Linked DNA regions of Mus musculus: all the other regions are linked to region 1. The links are chromatin contacts, called in public Hi-C maps. All regions are on one chromosome and are shown on one strand. The core of a region is the stretch at or near the end of the contact, and the rest is flanking DNA. Distances in the headings are between cores, read along the strand shown.

Evidence for each region. A called contact is a pair of places that touch in the nucleus more often than the background predicts.
Region 2: a contact with region 1 is called in a Hi-C map of the N1E-115 cell line, with 5 times the contacts expected there. The contact joins the promoter of Nyap2 here to the enhancer-like site in region 1. A contact is called at or near these places in 1 of 39 promoter capture datasets (hippocampal neurons), 10 of 484 Hi-C or Micro-C datasets (the N1E-115 cell line, cerebellar granule neurons, cerebellum and 6 more), 3 of 115 datasets of contacts at active chromatin or transcription factors (SST interneurons, embryonic forebrain and forebrain) and 2 of 9 other capture datasets (adipose tissue and liver).
Region 3: a contact with region 1 is called in a Hi-C map of the N1E-115 cell line, with 2.6 times the contacts expected there. The contact joins two enhancer-like sites. A contact is called at or near these places in 5 of 484 Hi-C or Micro-C datasets (the N1E-115 cell line, cerebellar granule neurons, cerebellum and 2 more).

The regions. Positions count from the first base shown.
Region 1 is chr1:80,827,815-80,832,023 of GRCm38.p6, forward strand. No RefSeq gene overlaps it. Among named protein-coding and RNA genes, the nearest start is that of Dock10, 71 kb to the left of the region's middle. Within about 2 kb of position 2,522, at least 3 of the 459 cell types and tissues checked have an H3K27ac peak or open chromatin away from gene starts, as enhancers often do. A contact at or near this core is called in the N1E-115 cell line, where this site is marked.
Region 2 is chr1:81,075,364-81,079,572 of GRCm38.p6, forward strand. Nyap2 (neuronal tyrosine-phophorylated phosphoinositide 3-kinase adaptor 2) reads left to right here and starts at 2,044. Exons shown (of 7, transcript NM_001356397.1): 1 at 2,044-2,530.
Region 3 is chr1:80,976,007-80,980,215 of GRCm38.p6, forward strand. No RefSeq gene overlaps it. Among named protein-coding and RNA genes, the nearest start is that of Nyap2, 99 kb to the right of the region's middle. Within about 2 kb of position 1,700, at least 1 of the 459 cell types and tissues checked has an H3K27ac peak or open chromatin away from gene starts, as enhancers often do. A contact at or near this core is called in the N1E-115 cell line, where this site is marked.

The sequences.
Region 1 (4,209 bases), core at 1,272-3,771:
AGTCAGACCCTACTGAACTACTTTGCACAGCATCCCTTTACTTGTTCTTAGAAGCTGGATATTTTACTTTGACATTTTCATAACATGCAGAACTGCAGAGGCTATAAGTTTTATCTTTCTCTATTAAGTTCAATCCAACTCAGAGAGTAGGGGAGGAAAAACCCTCCTTGTTCAACTACTCATTGATTATTTTTGATGGCATGATTCTTCAAAGTGGGGGAAAGGTCACATATGTGCATGATCTCACCTTGTAGTCTAGGCTATTCTGGAACTCATAGCAATTCCCCTGACTCAGACTTCCAAGTACTAACATTGCATGATTGAGCCCCCATGCAAGTGGATAGTTGAAGGGAGAAACTAATAAGTTCTGGTTCTCCAATCATTATATTAAGGCCTACTGGATGTTTTTAAGATATGTGCTAAGTTAATAACTTGGTAGGTTCAGCTGTCCTCGATGGATGATGTCTAACTGAGTATCTGTGAACCAACAGGGATGAGTGGCCTTATCAGATATGTGAGATTTCAGCCCATAGCACTATTCCCAGTTTATGTAGTGCTAAGGATTGAAGCAAGGGCATTGTGCATGCTGGGCAAGGATTCTACAATCAGAACTACATTTACAGTCCTTGATCAGATTGATGAGAAAGAAATCATGAAGGAAATCCTATGAATGATAGCTACAAAAGGAAATCTCTTCGGAACAAATTTAATCCACAGAGTTAAAGATCTTTATGATGAAAGTTATAGAAATAATTCTAATAAGGCAGTTATATACACAAAAGGGTAAAGGAAGTAGTTATACACACAAAAAATAAAGGAATCTCTCATAGTCCATTTTTCTTCCTCCAGAAACCTCTGAAGCCTTATTCTTCAGCCTGGTAGAAAAACATTAAGCTTTGTGAAGGAATTTAGTCATATATATATATATATATATATATATATATATATATATATATATATATACATATATATATATATATATATATATCATCCCACTGAATGTAATGGTTGAACTTCAGACATACACAAACACACACATATATGTGTATATATATATATACATATAATATACAATATATTAATATATATACACATCATATAACACAAACCTTTTCTTTGTATTGCATTGAAATTATTCTTATACTATTAAACATATATTAACTTCTAATGGCTTCCTCACACTGTCTGACTAGTGCATTCTCATCCCTGACAGATAAAAGCCATGAGGTCAGCTTCTAGATTTGCCCAGAGATATTACTGCCTCCATATAGAAGGCAATAAAATAAGTTTTGGTCATTTCATAGCAATGTTTTGCTCTTCTTGCACACAATTTCCAGCTATTTAAGATATACTGATGAGGCCTTAGAGCTTCTGGCTATATTAAGGGTCTCAGGAAGATAGAGAGCCTATGGCCTGCTACTGAGGCTTCTGTCTCAACCCCATTCCTGATGAGGTTTTCTGAAGCACCTTTACCTGTTGGTGTGTGGGCTTGGATCCAGGTCAGGGTTTGTCAAGAAGACTCTACTCTGTGTGAGGTAGCATGTTACGATCTTTAAGAGTACATTGCTTATTTATTTATTCTCCTTCCTAGCAGGGAAACCATACAGCCATTTTGTTTCAATAATATCTCAGTTTGCTATTTTTTTTCGTAAAATTATGAGGAATACTGGATTTAAAAATGAACAATAACTGCTGTTGGGGCCGACCTGAGGCTCTCATGTCCGGATTCAAGCCTGGAAGGCATCTTGGAACTGGAAGAGAAGAGGGGATCTAGGTGGGTTGACAAATAATGGAACCAAGACAACTAGTCTGCTCAAGGTTCACCTGTTTAATGGTGGACACACTTTATAAAGGAGGGGGGAAAGTCCATTCCCGCCAATTCATCCTTGGAGCCCAGCAGCAGGTGACCACTTATAGGTTCAGGAACAGCTAGGCTGACTCCAGGCAGGTAGCAGCAGAGGCAGTTGCAGAACAATAGAGTGATCCAGGGAGGCAGGCTCCACCCTAGGTGATCTCCTTAGTGGCAACAAAGTCAAGGTCTGGCTCAGCCTGCTTCAGGCTTGTGGGAGGCTACAAACTGCAAAAAGGTCAATGAAATTATGTTTAATGATAATCTGCTACACTCATAGATTGGTGCCTAGCCTATTTGTCATTGGAGAGGCTTTGTCCAGCAACTGATGCAAACAGATATAGAGACCCACAGCCAAACACTAGGTGGACTTGGAGAATCCTATGGAAGAGGGGGAGGAAGGAGTGTAGGAGCCAGTTAGGTCACGGACACCACAAGGAAAACCACTGAATCTACTAGCCTGGAGACATAGGGGCTCATGGAGACTGAACCACCAACCAAGGAGCCTCTGCACATATGTTACAGTTGTGTAGCTTCTTGTGGGACTCCTAAGAGTGGGAGCAGGGGCTGCCCCTGACTCTGTTACCTCCTTTTGGGACCCTTTTGTCTTACTGGATTGCTTTGTCTAGCTTTATCAGGAGAGGCTGTTCATAGTCTTACTGCAACTTGATATGCTGTGGCTGGCAGATACCTGTGGGAAGCCTGCCCTTTTCTGAATAGAAATGGAGGAATGGATTGGAGTGAGGGGTGAGGGTGGAGGGGAGGGACTGTCAGGGGAGAAGAGAGGTACTGCAGTTGGGATGTAAAGAAAACATAAATAAATAAAGCTAACAAACTAAAATGAACAATAAATAGTAGTACAACTCTTGTGAATACTTAGTCTTTTCTCATTTGTAATTCTCTAGTCTGTCAGCAGGTTGCAGCAGAGTGCTAGCAATAGTTTTAAATTAGGGAATTAGAGGGCATCAGAATTGCTCTTCCCTGCCTCCATGTATCCCTTTTTTCTTTTTGCCCTTCCTCCCTCTCCTTCTTCCTCTCCCTCCTTTTATCCCTCTCCTACTTTCTTTGACTCTTCACATGTTTCTCTCTTCCTTGCCTTTTTTCACAGGTCTCTTTCTTCTGACAAATACACATTATATTCAGTTGTGTTTTGCAAATGGAGGAGCTGACTGAATAGTAAAGTTTGCATGTACATTGATAGTAAGAGCAATCAAATGTTAGTGACATCCTTTTTTACTACTCTTTAAGCAATAGCATTTTGGGGACAATATATGGAATTGAGCTTCAACCAAATCAGGCATTGATGGATTTTATAGTTTGATTAACAAAGATAATAGCAAACCCCAGATTTAGTTTAAACATAAAAAGTATTAAGGTTGTATCCTGCTTGTATAGCATATGCAAATGACCTCGTTTCTGCTACTGCATTTGGAAATGTAGCAGAAGAAAAAAAAAAGGCACTTCAATTGCAGCTCTCATCAGTTATTCACTGTATCCAGGCCTCTCAATTGTGTTCTTTTCTTTAATGCAATAGCAAGCAGCAATCACCCAGCTGTGCTTGGTAGAGTGAACTATATACACATCTATATTGAGATTTCATACACACATAACATAAAAGCGAGAGAAAAAGCCTCAAGAATGTTTGGCCCATTGCAAATCACACAAAAGGACTAATGAATCTCTCTCCAAATGGATCTGTAGTGACCATCTGTAAGCCTTGATTGATTCATATTCCATAACGGTATCAGCATCCAGGAAGTGATTACTTCAAGGTGCAACACAACTTCCCCTATGAAAGCTCAGTCTCTTTAATCATACCTAGTCAGTATCTGTCACGGGGATAAACTAAGGCAGATTGACTTCTTGTCTCACCTTTGTTTGTTTATTTCATATATGCAGAGCATCTACTCAAAGCATCCAAAACAAGAAACAATATTACTCAAGCATGAAATATGATAGCTACTGACTTTTTACTTTGACCTTTGTGGTTAAATGCTCATTCTTAGATGGGACATGTTTTGATTCTATAGTTTAATTCACAAAGTATTATCCATGGGTTGATCTAATAAATGGGATTTTTCTTTTTTTTTGCAGTATTTTGGGGGTATAATATTGAAATGCATTACACATCAGTTCAACAGATAGCCGTGCTATGGAGCTGCTATGGCTTTTTGGCATGTGTTAACCAGTGCAGGTATATGCTCATAGTGACCTTTAGGGTGGGGCAGGGGAACGGCAGTCCTCAGCTGATAATGACACCCATCTTTAAAATAATTACCACTATGTGAAGTGCTGTGAAGGAGAAAGACACTACTTTATGATAACACACAAGGAAAGCACTTGACCTGTCTTAGGGAGGA
Region 2 (4,209 bases), core at 794-3,293, 250 kb after region 1:
CTCTATTTATCCCTCATATATACTATATGTGTTATATTATATTACATACATCATGTAATATATAATATAATATATAATGTGTATAGTATATAATGTATATAATATATGATATGTAATTGTGATATATTATGTAATGTGTAATATATAATATGTAATATGATATATAATATGTAATATATCTACTTATATTAGGGATATATAGAATAATATTATGCATTGGATTTATTTTTCCCAAGTTTAACTTAAAAACAAATATATAAAATCAAAGGACAGTCCTAGTTATTATTTAAGTATTAGGAAGCTGACCTGAAGATTACTGCTTTTATAATTGGCTGGTGCATAAAGATATTTTCATAAGGAATTACTTATGAATTGATATATTTAATTCCAAAGAAAGCAACTTGCAAGCCGAAACTATTTCCAGTAAAAGTTAATGGGTGAAAGTGACCTGAAAATTGTAGAGACCACTGTGCAATAATATGGACATATTTTCTCACTAACTGGTATATTATTTCCATAGTAGTCCTCCCCCTCTTCTTTCTTTCTTAATTTCTTCCCATCCTTTCTTCATTCCTTTACTTCCTTTTTCTTCTTGTCTTATCATAATATACAATAAGATCCTGAAATCATCATATCCATACAACATATTTTTTAAAATATATTTTTGTCATTTACTCTGAGGAAACACAAGCTTAAAAACTGAATATGTCTGTCTGTCTGTCTGTCTGTCTGTCTCTCTCTCACACACACACACACACAAACACAAGTACATAAATATATTGTGTATGTGTGGGCAGAAGTATATACACACGTGTCAATCACAGTGCATAGCATAAGCTATATGCATAGATTCAGTGGAATATTAAGAAAAGAATCTAGAGTCTCTTTGGGGAAGTCAAGAAATACAATGACTTTAAATCATTTCTGCAGTGAGTCTAAAGGAGATCGGAGCACATATGCCGTAATCACTGTACATTTGATTTTGGTTAAAATGTTATAGTACAAGTGAGACCTTTGTTCTGTGTACGTGCCCTGTGCACGTTCCAAGTGGGCTAGTTTTATTCTCATGCCATGGGAGCAGGTGGCATGAAGCTGTTTTGATGAGGTTAAAAGGCTCCTCCCCCCATTCCGCAAGCAGCAGCCTGAAGTACGTCAGCAGTAATTGTGTGCATGGCTCTCCCGTGCAGGATGGGTGGAGGCAAAATTGATATCAAATAAGGGCATCAAACTGAGATCTGAGAGTTCCGTTTAAGTTGTTACTCGTTTTTATTAGCCCCACCAGAGTGAAAACCTTATAACTTAAATATCCTCCATACAAGAACAATAATTCTGATAGATTTCAATTTTTTTTTCTCCAAAAAGACTGATTTCGTGCTCTGTAGTGGATGTAAATGAAGAGGTTTCTTTATCCTCATTTTCTTTTATTATTGATAAATCAGACTTTAGTTCAATTAGATAAAAGAGAGAGGTTCTCTTGTTTGGACTTGAGGCCTTTAATGAGGATGGGAGCCCCTGGGGAGCCGAAATCGGTTCTGCTTTGGGGGTTTCTTGCCATTTCTTTAGTCCTTCTTTCCTTTCCAGTGGGCCTAGGGTGTGGGAACTATCCAAGGTGCTAGGATTCTGGCAGCTCTGCTGCTCAATGCAGGCAGATTGCAGAAGCTGAGATTACCGCTTATTTGAGAAGGTACGTTCTTTGTTTCAGAATCCCTGATTAATCAGCAGCAGCAGCAGCATCAACAGACTAAGGCAGCTGGAGAGAAGAGAGAAAGAGGGAGGGACGGAGGAACGGAGGGAGGGAGGGAGGGAAGGAGGGAGAGAGAGAGAGAGAGAGAGAGAGAGAGAGAGAGAGAGAGAGAGAGAGAGAGAACACACCAGAGCCAGCCAGCGCAAGCTGGTTGTCATGGGGGAGGGACGATGCTACCAGCCAGGCTTCTCCAAACCTTCTGTATGTATGCAAGGAGAAAGAGCATCTCTGGGGCTGAAAGGAGACATTTAGAGAGGATGTGTCTGATTTTTGTTTCCATTTATTTTTTTTCTTCACAGAACATGATCAAATGAGGTACCTTAGCCAGCTTGGTGACTGCTTCGGGTCTTGTAATCATCTGTGTAGCAAAGTGGGTAAAATCATTCAGTTTCGTCCCTGCTGGACCTGGAAGGAGAGGGGCTGTGCGCTCATCCCCACCCATTAGCTATGCCCTCTTTTCTCCGAATGTCGATTTAACGAAGCAAGCACCTGTCTTCTGCCACTGCCTCTTCCTTGCAAACTTTAAAAGGCATTTTATCCGATAGAAAGAACAACGAAAATGCTCTGATCTCTAGTGATGAAGAATCTTGGATTCGACACTTTTCACATCCAGATATAATGCACTTTAATTGAAGAAATACTGAACTGAACCTACAAGTCTCTTTCTTATGGTGCTGGATTACTCCTCCCGAACTGCCCCGAGACCAGCCCTGAGAGAGGGCTCTGACAGACCCAACTCACCTCCTGACTATTCCACTTAGTTCTCCCCCGGGGACTTAATTTTTGGTATGTATCTCATTTTTCAGATTCTATAAGCATGCTAATTGAATCTAGAACTAAGGAGAGGAGGCAATTGATTATGAAATGGGATGAATTTTAGTTAGGGATACTTAATGCTGAAGTTTGCATGTTTTATTAGGTGGAGCAGAAATAAAGCTGCAACACGGGCATCCACACTGTTAGTGAGCCCCTGGCTATTTTTAATCCCGTACCCACTTCGTGATTACCATGGAAATGGTAAATGGATTTTCATTAGTAAAATAAGCCATGTTGAATTATTAAAAGAATTGGAAGTATTTCCATGTCATTAATTACTATTCGCGTTGTGCTTGCTGCTATTTATCTTAATTCCATATCATAAATATTTTACAATAGGCTCAGTTCACTGGTGTCAGCAGTGAGAGCCCAGTTTTGCATTTTCAGAAAGAAAGATATGTACTCTACCAAAACATTTCCAAATTGCTAGATATACTTTGAAGGTGAAATTGCTTATTTCTGGCTGATTCCAAATAGACATTTTTTTCCAGAAAATGTGTTTAAATACAAGCCAATATCTGGAAGGTGTCCTTAGTCTTACCAAAATGTACATCTGCAGTAGAACTTTAGGTGGCCTTGCTTAACTTGGGACATGTACTTATTTCATTGAAATAACTCCAGTATAATTTTTCAATCTACCCAGGAGTATTTTCAATACTTGGAATATTGGCACATCTGGGAAAATATTGTATTTTAAAATGTTCATTTTTACTGAAGAATACTAAAGTTGTTTTTGTAGTAAAGTAGTACATTTACTTTTCTAAATGTAGTGAAAAATATAAAGGTATTTAATGGAAGAGATTAAAGGGTGTAATTATGATAAATTTAGTATCTATGAATTTATATTCAATTAGCAGAGAGTAATAAAATAGAGAGCAAGAACAAAAACTCAATCTCCTAAATTTTCATATTTTGGCTATGCTCCAATTCATTGATGTATTATAAAGCATCAACTTAACAAAGAGAAAACAGGAGTCAGACATGTACAAATGGTTTTGTTTTTCTTTGGAAAGTAGAACATACTTTTTTTCTAATATAAAAGATAATTTATATTAGGCAAAAATATAATATAAAAAGATAATTCTGTGAAGGACATTTAATAGTTAGGGAATTGTGAAAACAGACCTTTGAAAAATACTACAACTTTGCAAAAGACTAGAAGAGTTGTGAAACTTGAATGGTTTGTAAAGTTGTGTAGAAGTGTCAAAATCTCAGGGTAAACAATGGTGCCTATTGTTTAAAATCAATCAGTCAGTCATAGACTCCCAACTCAATTAGATGGCTCCCACTCTAGATCCAGTCAGCAATTTATTAAAGTCACTGTATCTGCTTTGCAAATACTGCCTTGTAAGCGTCTGGAACCAACTGGCCCAAGGCTCCACAAATTCCCTCAGCCACTGGCTCTTTGCTTGAGCCTCTGATATAAGAGAGGATATATGCAATGTTTTAAAACCTTTGGTAAAAGACACCATGACAGGCTAGAAGTTAGGGAAATGGCTGGTACATGATTTTATTGCACTTGTATGATCTATGCCCACTTCCCAATTTGGGGGAGGGAAATGGAGGAGAAAAACTCACTGCAAAGAAATCTGCTTTTGAGGAAGAAGTAATCAACGCCTTTGTAGTTACTCCTGCAGGCTTTCTTGGTG
Region 3 (4,209 bases), core at 450-2,949, 150 kb after region 1:
TGCCCGACTATAAACAGAATTTTTAAGGTATAAAATCCATCTTTTTCATTCCATTTAAATAAGTCCATTTATATAATTTTTCCTATTGTTATAAATATAATTCTATTTACTCTGGAGGTAGTTTTTGTTTTTATTAATTATCTGTATACGTGTGTGTGTGTGTGTGTGTGTGTGTGTGTGTGTGTGTGTGTGTGTGAAGTATGTGCACACTAATGCCAAGTTCAGAAGGGAGCATTAGATCTTTTGGAGCTAGAGATATAGGTTGTGAAGCACCCGAATAGTTGCTAGGAAATGAACCCAGATTCCCTAGTGCATGCTATTAGTCACTGGGCTATTTCTCTAACCTCTCTTCAGAGTTCCCTGTGCAGATGGAGATGATCCAGATGGAGATGATTCTGAAGCTGCTGTTAGGTAAAGGATTGAGAATGTAACATTAGGCCTGTGTATGTATTACACGATTTTCTGGGAATAGGAAAAATTTCAGAAAAAGAAACTGTTAGCTTCTAATTACAGTTGGGTGTGTGTGCATGTGAGTGTGTGTGTGTGTGTGTGTGTGTGTGTGTGTGCACCATGTATACATGCAACTGTCAGAAATACTTGGACATTTTATAGTACTTTTTTTTTAACAACTTGATATAAATGTTGATTTGACAAACAAGGTACTGCAAATCCTGGAGCAGAGACTGAAGGAATGACCATCCAGAGACTGCCCCACGTGGAGATCCATCCCATAAATAAGCATCAAAACCAGACACTATTGTGGATGCCAACAAGAGCTTGCTGACAAGAGCCTGATATAGCTGTATTCTGAGAGGCTCTGCCAGTGCCTGACACATACAGAAGTGGATTCTCACAGCTATCCATTGGACAGAGCACAGGGTCCACAATGAAGGAGCTAGAGAAAATACCCAAGGAACTGAAAGGATAGGAGGAATATCAGTATGAACTAACTAGTATGCCCAGAGCTTCCAGGGACTAAACTATCAATCAAAGAAAACACATGGTGGGACTCATGGCTCTAGCTTAATATGTAGCTGAGGATGGCCTAGTCAGTCATCAGTGGGAGGAGAGGCCCTTGGTCCTGTGAAGGCTCTATGCCCCAGTATAGGGGAATGCCAGAGCCATGAAGCTAGAGTGGGTGGGTTGATGAGCAGGGGGAGGGGAAGGGGATAGGAGTTTTCAAAGGGAAAAGAGGGAAAGGGGATAACATTTGAAATGTAAATAAAGAAAATATCTAATAAAAAAAGAAAAAAATTACAAAGCTGTGGCTATTAGTGAGAACATGTGAGTTCATTAGTTAATGGGCATTTGAAAGTCAGTGACCCTTCCAGGTATTTTGTAAAAGAAGTGCTTCATTTAAACAGCCTTTAGGGAGAGAACGAAATTTGAAAAGAGATGGAAAGTCTTTTTAGATACTCATGAGGCATCCTTGTTGAGAGAGGAAGAAATTGGATGCATATTAACTACAACATTCAGAAAATACATGGAGATCTTTTTCCTCCAAGCCCTTGATTATGAAAGAATGATGGGTGCCACTCTGACATGCTTTTACCTACTCCAGAGGACTCGTCTACATGGCTGAGATGCTAGAAGGAAAGACCCTTATCTCAGCGATTTAATCAGGTCTGCGATGGTTATCAAATATAATGTTTCAAGGATCTCTGGAGCGGTAGAAAATCAGTAGTGACAAGTCATCCCCCGGGATCCAGGCTGAGCAGTGATGCCGAGGAGAGCAGAGGTGGATGTGATAACCATGAATTAAGCCCTACAATTTGTTGATGAATAATTGGTTGAGAAATAGGTCAGAAGACCTTTGTCACAAATGAGGCTTTTTAGTAACTTGAGGGGATGAATTTATTTAAAATAACTCAAGTCACTCTGTCTATATGGCTTTGCATTCTCCCACCAAATATTCTAGAATTAGCCATCCTAAGTGGGGCATTAGTATTATTGCCACTACTACAGGTAGAATATTTTAAAAAGAACATTAGAAAATGAAAATGCAGACTTGAATCCAACGGTGTAATTTGCTAAATTATAGCTTGTTTGTGGTTTACAAGAAAGAAATTAGATGGGGGAGCTGTAGTTATTCCTAGGAGGAGAAAAATAGGATTATCTCATTGTCAAATCTCTGTTCAGGTCATCTGACGTCATTCAGTATCAGGACATTTGCAGGTCTCCTGTAAAACTGATCCAGACAAGCGTTTGAAGCACAGTTTAGCTGTGCAGTGAGAACGGCTGATTGATGCTGCTAGTAAGGGAGAGGAACTCTCTGTTTTTACTTACAAAATGTCCACTTCCTAGCTTTCTGGCTGAAGTTTGTGTCAGCCTTAATTGTGTGACATTGAGAGTGCCAGGGGTTGCTCCCCAATATGCTTCTCCTAAATGCGTGTCACCACTGTCAGTCATAATTTAGAATATAGAACACACTCTCCCTCTTTAATATATATTTCCAATTCCAAAGTGCAGTTAGTAAAACTAAGTTCATGTTGTTTAAGAGAAGTTAATTTTTTTTCTCTGCTTAATGTTATTTAGCTTTTTTTTTCCCCTTGAGAAGCCATTTCAGTCAATCATATTTTAAAGTTCAAAATGAGGCTGTGGTGCTCAGTGATACAAAGGTCATATATAACAGTTTGGTCTGATGTCTAGAGCTCAGGGATTCCAATGGAGAAGTTAGGGCAAAGACTATAGGAGCTGGAGGGGTTTACAACTCCATAACAAAAACCAACCAGATCCCCCAAAACTCCTAGGGACTATACCACCAATCAAAGAGGACACATGGATGGACCCATGGCTCCAGTTGCATATGAAGCAGAGGATGGCCATATCTGGCACCAAAGGGAGGGGAACTCCTTGGTGCTGTGAAGACTCAATGACCCAGCATGGGGAAGGCTAGGGCACTAAGACAGGAATAGGTGGGCAGGTAGGGGAGCACTGTCATAAAGGTGGGGAGGGGATAGAGGGCTTGTGGTGGGGAAACTGGGAAGGGGATAACATTTGAAATGTAAATTAACAAAATAACCAATACAAAATGAAGAAAATAACAAAAAATAAACGAGCGTAGATTTAATCTTTATTTGGTCAGGTTAGTTTTAATACTCTAGGAAAGGAGTCATCTCATCAAAATATCAGTGCTACAGTACACTGAGGGTGAAAAGTGAGATATCCCTTCTACACAATGTGAGTTTCGATAAACTAAGCTGGTCTTAAATGATGAGCAAAGACAGTTAAATACTTAGTCATATGAAGTAGACACAGTCCAAAATATTCCCTTCTGTCAGGCTTCTTTCCCTTGTATATGTATGATCTCTATCTGAGTATGAATGACTGCCAAAATGCAATGCTATAAATAACAAATAATCTATACAGCTATATTCATAATTACATATTTAATACAGGTAATTATGAAAAGTGAAACTTAACTATTTCATAGTTGCCCTTGAAATTTTCTCTTCTTTTATGCCCATTGTGTTTGACAGATGCAATTTTTAAATAGGTGCCTATGCACACTCACACCTGTAATTTAAAACGTGCTTCTTAATGTGGCTCTCTTGTCCTGTTTCCAGCGTTATGACTGATAGACAAACCAAACAGAAGTGGTATTTAAAGTGCTGTACTGCATTCCAGAATCTGTCCAGAGGCTCATGTCTAATGAACAGAGGAGACGGTGGAAGGTTGGCTTCTCTGAGCAGCCCTGCTTCCTGAGCTTCAGTTTGCTTCTCAATGGGGTGTCATGTCACTGCTCCAGTCGTCCACCTTTGATGAAATTAGGAGCCATTGGAAACACTGTAAAATGCAGATTGCAATACAGTCAGTCCTGGAAGCTGCCCAATCTTCAGTCTCCATCCTGAAGATTCCTAGTGTTGCTGCTGCTGTTTTATGGAGAAAGACACTGTATCAGCCTCGACCAAGAGCAAAACACCTTGATTGCCCCCACAATTTTAAACACAAATGCCAGGGTTATCATGGTAATATTTGAAAAAAATCTTCCTCACAATCTCGAAGAAGGTTTGCATTATACAGAGTGAGAGGCAGGCCCCGCCACCATGCTCTTCCTTGCCATTTTCTCATTTTGAGGCAGTTTCTTATTGAATCACTGAATTGTGATTAGGTTTGATTGAGTCATCATCATCATCACCATCAGTTTACTGAGTATTTATGAGCTGTGGACTAGATCATGCACTTTACATTGATTTCATCTCCACAGTA